Regions from separate parts of the Bombyx mori genome. Here region 1 is linked to region 2. The links are chromatin contacts, called in public Hi-C maps. All regions are on one chromosome and are shown on one strand. Each heading gives the region's core, a stretch centred on a gene start, on an enhancer-like site or on the middle of the called end of the contact. The rest is flanking DNA. Distances are from core to core; before and after follow the strand shown.

Evidence for each region. Hi-C and Micro-C count contacts between places; a contact is called where the count stands out from the background.
Region 1: a contact with region 2 is called in a Hi-C map of posterior silk gland, with 1.8 times the contacts expected there. The contact joins two enhancer-like sites. A contact is called at or near these places in 4 of 7 Hi-C or Micro-C datasets (middle silk gland, midgut, posterior silk gland and 1 more).

What each region holds. Positions count from the first base shown.
Region 1 is chr25:10,886,227-10,889,468 of ASM3026992v2, forward strand. The region is part of intron 1 of LOC101737978 (unc-112-related protein); the gene reads right to left. Among protein-coding and RNA genes, the nearest start is that of LOC101737978, 4.8 kb to the right of the region's middle. Within about 2 kb of position 1,330, at least 6 of the 8 cell types and tissues checked have open chromatin away from gene starts, as enhancers often do.
Region 2 is chr25:10,851,010-10,854,566 of ASM3026992v2, forward strand. The region is part of intron 2 of LOC101737978 (unc-112-related protein); the gene reads right to left. Among protein-coding and RNA genes, the nearest start is that of LOC101738108, 21 kb to the left of the region's middle. Within about 2 kb of position 2,177, at least 3 of the 8 cell types and tissues checked have open chromatin away from gene starts, as enhancers often do.

The DNA.
Region 1 (3,242 bases), core at 80-2,579, 34 kb after region 2:
TTTCTCGGCGGATCTTCTCAGTGGGTCGCGATTCAGTGGGTTGCTAGACCTAGTGTTAGCAAATTGTTTCAGGTTGAGCTCGTGAGCTTAGCTAACCGTCCGCGAGAAGCTGGAATAGCCCCTTAGGTTACCAGCGAATAGGGAAAAGAGTGATATGTGGATATTTACTGAGTATTCCAAAATATTATATCAAATCATCTACAATATCATAACGTACAACGAAGCCTGAGTAATTATGATGGATTGATAGTGATTGAATTTGCACAACCGTTAGTATCCGGCTGTCCATAGGATCCGCCGCCATAATCGGCAGCTACCCTTCAAAGTGCCTGTTCGCTAACGGTCATCGACCTCCTCATTGCAATCAGATCTGTAATGTAACAGATTTTACTGTAACAATATTATCCTTGGCAGTTAATTATCGCGTTGTTAATTATTTCGCATCCATCAACGGTTATCAGTGACATTTATAAAATAGATTTATAGACGTGACGCCGCGTCTACGAGCAATAACATTAATTCTAGTCGTCAAAGTTAATCACAAAAGTATACTGCGTGAATCGGACGCCGTATTATTAGCAATAAAGGACATAGTTCAATTCAAGGTTGAAGTCATTATAAATACTACCGCTTTAAGTTCCTGTTTTTTTTTTCTTTTTTCGTTTTATCGGCGAATGTTTATTTCAAGCCAGTGAGTGACGCGGGCATATCAGAACACGATGACAAAAACTCTTTATTACAAACGCTAGGATATCACGCATTATCGCCAGTCCCTCACCGCAACGACAGTTACACTGATAACTTAAATAGTTCGAGATAAAATCGATGGAATTTATCAGAGGGAAGGGATAGGGGGGAAGCTATCAATCGCCTACACGGTTTTCCGCATATGGATTAATTAACTGCAATTAGTTTCCTGGTGAATACAATGGTCCAGGTTTTACCTTGTACGTTTACGCATACTAATTTTGTGCGCTTTTAGGAGTTTTCCGAGTCGTCAATCTAATCCATAAATGGAAATACGTTTAAGCTACAACTTGAATTTAAAGGTTAAATGAAGAAACAAGTATAAAAAACCTTTATTTCCATAAGTTTCCATTGTTTGAGTTGATCAAAATAGAAATAAGTTATGAAATACGATAAAAAAAACGACTTTTATGGCAACACGCCAGTTTAATCCACCTCGGCTTGTGTTTAGACTGGGTTAACTACGCGACGTAAGAAATGTTTACTAAGCTAAAAATATGAATCAAGTCAACGTCCTTAGCTACCGAATGGTCAAGTACCTCATCACGGCGATGGAACAAGAGGATGATAACGTTATCTGCGATGGACGTGGTGGGGACGAGACGCCGGAAATATACGATACAACATGGCGGCTTCTCGGAACGTGCGTGCACGCATCCGTTTACCAAGAAAAAGGAAACGGTACATTAATTTTGCACAGGGCACGAATCAATGAGCGTTTCTTTTCGTTAAGGATTACGTAATGTTATTTTACAATACTTATGAAGATGCATTATGTTATCTATAGTTCCGTTGTATTACGCGACTATTTACGTAAAACTTGTCAATAGCATAGATAAATATTAATGTCATTTAATTATTAGAATGATCATTAATTAGTACAAAATCACGATGATCTTTATTTCGCACCCATTATTTTGGATTTTAAAAGGAGAACCCGAATTCTATACTATTTAATTAAACATTAGATTCTGTTGAAAGAAGTATACTTAGAGAAAGAGTCAAGTTTGGACTGTAAATCTTAATTAATTGCAGCAAGAATATTATATTTCACACTTAATTCCTTTATCAATATTTGTAATGAAAACAGAATAATTCAAGTATAGGAATAATTAATGAATTTAATTTTCTTCATAAGGCACAAACACGTGAATTTATATTTCAATGTTAAGAATAGTAGATTATTATATTAATAACAACATACCTACATGATAAAATTCCGAGGCACAAAATTAATAGTCAACGAATAAACAATTACTCTTACTAAGCACAGACGATAGGTTATCAATGTATGAAGTACCTGTGTAAAAATATTCGATATTAGTCGAGGTTCTGATATACAAAATATCTAATTTTTTTCATTCTTTTCGTTCAATGTTCCTGGTTCGTGTCGGGCTGTTATGATATTTATTAAATAGCTAGCTGACCCGGCAGACTTCGTAGTGCCTCAATCGATCAATAAAATACCTAAACTTCTGTATAAAATAAACTTAAAACAAACAAAAAGAATCCGTCTGACGGGGGACACATCATAGGAAAAACAAAATTGTTATTTTTATTTAATTCCGAGAATTTTCATATTTATCGACCTTTTAAACCCTCTCTGGACTTCCACGAATAATTCAAGACCAAAATAAGCCAAATCGGTCCAGCCGTTCTCGAGTTTTAGCGAGACTAACGAACAGCAATTAATTTTTATATATAGAGATATAGACGAGTCTTGATCATTGAAGTTTTTTTCTTCCTCCGTGTCAAATATTTTTGTAGTCGACCCTTCTAGTCCTAATAAGCTACGTTGTGTATATTTCGGGATGCAACACCATTCTTTTCATGAACGTTTTTGGTTTGCCGTTTGGTTATCTCGGTTATCAACTATTCAATCAAAAATACCAAGCCTGAACATACTTTGCTATAACTAAGCACAAGATTTATACAACAGATGAAACACCAGTTATTTATAGTTTTCAGACCAAATGATTCGCCTGTTTGAAATTGTTTATAAAACAACAACGCGAGCGAACATTTGCCCTTTTCATTCTCGTCGAAACAAACTTTTTATGGTCAGGATCCGTTAAACAAATAATCATTATTATCCTGTGTTCCTTACCGAAAATCGTACAGTTGTTTAATCAAAGTCATTACCAAGATAAACAATTTCACTACATTCGTATTAAAAGCTGAACATGCATAATGCGTGTACTAAAGTTTCTTCAAGACAAACATGTGGGCAGCGAGACCATTCAAGTCGTATTTTATTAGAGGTTTTTCATGGCAAAGGAAACGACATTATCGCTTTATTTGTGAACGCTGTACTGTGGTATTTGTGTGGGAAATTGCACTGATATTTTTTTAACTGAAATACTTAAATTTATATATTTAATCTATCGCTGAACAGATTCTAAACAAAACACTCCTCTTTGAGTAGTAAATCTAATCTTTACTTTGTTTTGATTATACGGACATTCAAAATTACAACATAATTTATTACGAACTTT
Region 2 (3,557 bases), core at 927-3,426:
GCTGAAATAGGCGGGATGGTGGTATCTTCCTGTGCGGACTCACAAGAGGTCCTACCACCAGTAATTACGCAAATTGTAATTTTGCGGGTTTGATTTTTATTGCACGATGTTATTCCTTCACCGTGGAAGTCAATCGTGAACATTTTGTTGAGTACGTATTTCATTAGAAAAATTGGTACCCGCCTGAAATTCGAACACCGGTGCATCGCTCAACACGTATGCACCGGACGCCTTATCCTTTAGGCCACGACGACTTTTTATCAGGTGTGTCAATGATTATAACGGCTCTTTCCCACCCTTCGAACCGGAACGCCTGCTTACGTCCAGTACAGCAAGGTAGTAAGTAGGTACTTCAAAAACAAAAACATCAGTCACTTGGAATTTTTAATGATCTAACATTCGAGTCTATAATTTTATATGAGCTATGACGCACACGAGAATCATCAAAATATGCGTCAATGATTACGTCAAGGAATGATTGACATAGACAATGATATATACGAATTTCCCACTTTTCGCGTTGTCGAGTTACGTGTTGAAAACAAACGTGAACAATTGATAGATGTTGGTAGAGTTGTTAGTAGCTCTGATAACCAGGCTCTGAAACTGCCGATACTTTAAGACAAATATTTTGTTTGTATGGAAACTAGCGACATCTTTTAGGGGATGCCCTTAAACTTATATGTTATTAAAGTTAAGGCATTTAATTATTGAATAACTAAACACAGATTTTTTTTTAATAAATCATACAAGTCTTCATTTGTTATAGACAAATTGATTAAATTTTATCAATTTGTGGTTTCTGAAAATTTACAAAATTGATTTATTGAAAGTAAAATATAGGATATGTTATATGTTACTGCCATCTACAGGAGCAATGAGAAACTAATCGAAGCGAAGCCATCTAGTGGCCGACGCCCGTAAACATTTTTGTTGAGTGCTTGAGTTGCTTGTCTATAACTAATTTATGTGTATTATCTATGGTGACAACTTTTTTTTTTTTTATTGTCTTTCTAGGCAGTCGTACGGCCCACCTGATGGTAAGTGGTTACCGTCGCCCACGGACTTCAGCAATGCCAGGAGCAGAGCCAAGCCGCTGCCTACTGCAAAACTGCCTACGAGTTCCTAGTTCGATTTCCGGTCGTGTTAACGACGGATATTCCTTATTCGGGGTTTGTTTTGTTTGTCTCCATCGCCCAAATCGTTGAATGTGGAAATTACAATTTAAATCGTATACTTTGTACGACAAAGTTCTATTTTCGGCGTAAAAACAACCCAATCTATCGATACTATTATAGAGCTGTTAGATACGCACGCATACAGATACATACAGATATCCGGATGCAAGTAACGAACAAGATTGCATTAAAACACATGAGAACAAAGAAACTGATTTGGTAGAAGGTAATTGTTCACATACCAAGTTTTTGTATAGCAGTTGATTAATATATGTAGGAGGATCACGCAAAAACTAATGGCTAATATAATTTGCAGTATCTTTTACCTCGTTACGAATAACCAACATTATCCCGGAAACTTAAATTTAAGCGCAACTCTAGTAATTTTGAATTTCAAGTTCTTCTCACGTGTTTAAGTATATCAAATTTGAACAGTATCTATTTTGTGTATACATAATAATATATCTGTGGGCTTATTGCGAGTTTTTTAACGTTCTCGATAGCGTAAAAGTTAACCCAATTTTCTATGGAGTGAGAACGTTTGTCTACGTTCACCGCTAGGGGCGCTGCTCCAACTGCATACAAATTTGAGTTAACTTTTACGCTCGCGAGAACGTTAAAAAACTCGCACTAAGCACACTGTACGCATGTTAATAATGTAGATTTCCTATGAGATCGGTGAAGGTCCAATAAAACATTTATATTTGGTTATTTTTTATGAAAAAAAAAACCCTTATTATATTATTACAGTCAAAGATGTACTAATCAATCTAACCAAAGTCTTAGTCTTTGAAATGTCGGAAATTGTAAACGCGAGATGAAGCCTCGAATGTGTTCTAAGAGTGTCGTTACAATTCGCAAAATCCCTTGAAAATATCGTATTGTAAATACGTACATCTTTAATTTATCGGTTTCAAACAGGACCAATCAGACGAGAGCCTGTGGAAGAACGATGCAACAATTTTTATTCTTACGGCTGCGAGGGTCGCGCGAGGTCAAAATATACCGGTTTTTTTCAGCACATTAGTTTTACTCGATGCATGAGTCAGAGCCGGTTTTAAGGAACACCGTCAGAACTGTAACATCTAATTGCAAGACGTGAGTCATCATGGAATTAAAAAAAAAAAAATTGGTTGCTGAGTTATGTTAAAAGTACGTACAGCCGATTCAATCTGAATCAATCTGTAAATTCATAATCATTTGACTGACTCGGTGGCGCAGTAATTAGTGCCCTAACTGTTGCGCCGAGGGTCGTGGGTTCGATTCCCTTATCGACATTCGTGTAATGAGCCGGTTTTTTTCCTTTTTGTCTGGGTGTTTATTATCTATATATTCAAACGTATATAAGTGTTTTTTTTTTCTATTGCTTAGATAGGTGGATGAGCTCACGGCCCATCTGATGTTAATTGGTTATCGGAGCCCATAGACAACTCAAACGTAAAAGTCGCAACCCACCTTGAGATATGAGTTCTAAGGTCTCAGTATAGTTACAACGGCAGCCCCATCCTTCAAACCGAAACACATTACTGCTTCACGGCAGATGTATGTCAGTCTCTGGTACCAACTACAAAAGGAATCCTCCTAATTTGGAGCGGAATGACCGTGCGTGATTTGTTTTCAGTTATTTATTTTTCTATTATATTTGATTTGGAGGTCCAACGTTGTTATATATTCAGTCTTATTGAGCTTCTCCATGATTATCATCATCATTTCAGCCTATCGCCGTCCACTGCTGAACATAGGCCTCTCCAATAGATTTCCAGTGCGACCGGTCCATTGCCACCTGCATCCAACGAGACCCAGCGCTTTTTACTAGGTCGTCGGTATATCGTAGTGTAGTCGGTAGTCGTCCATGATCATACTAATCATTAAAATAACTTTTATGGCTTAATCATCAAATTTCCGATAGAATACAAAGATAATAAAATACGTTAGATTAATCCGTAAAAATAGTTTTAATTGACTACTCTTCTGTCATTCATTCTTAGTAGCAGTAGCGACACTTATTTTTCTAATTCCTATCCTGGATACCATTTTAAACTTTCCTGAATCACGCGTTCGGCTAAACAAGATTAGTTATTTCTTGATATTTTGAATTATGATTTTTCACGTTGTGGAATTAGCAATTATGGCAGGTGGTTACGTTAGTCGTGTACACCAAACTATAGTTTTTACGTGTCAATTCGAAAGTGGTTATTTTAAGATAAATTCGATTCCTGCTTGAATGGAGTCAACTATAATCAAAACATCGCATTTATAAGATCGGCAGTCTTGTGGCTTGTATTCATTGTTAAGATTTTCCCAACGGTGTCTCAACGCGTATACTTATGGTCAGCAACATTAGTCAGTGACAGAACTTCTTCTTCTTCTTGTTAGCAT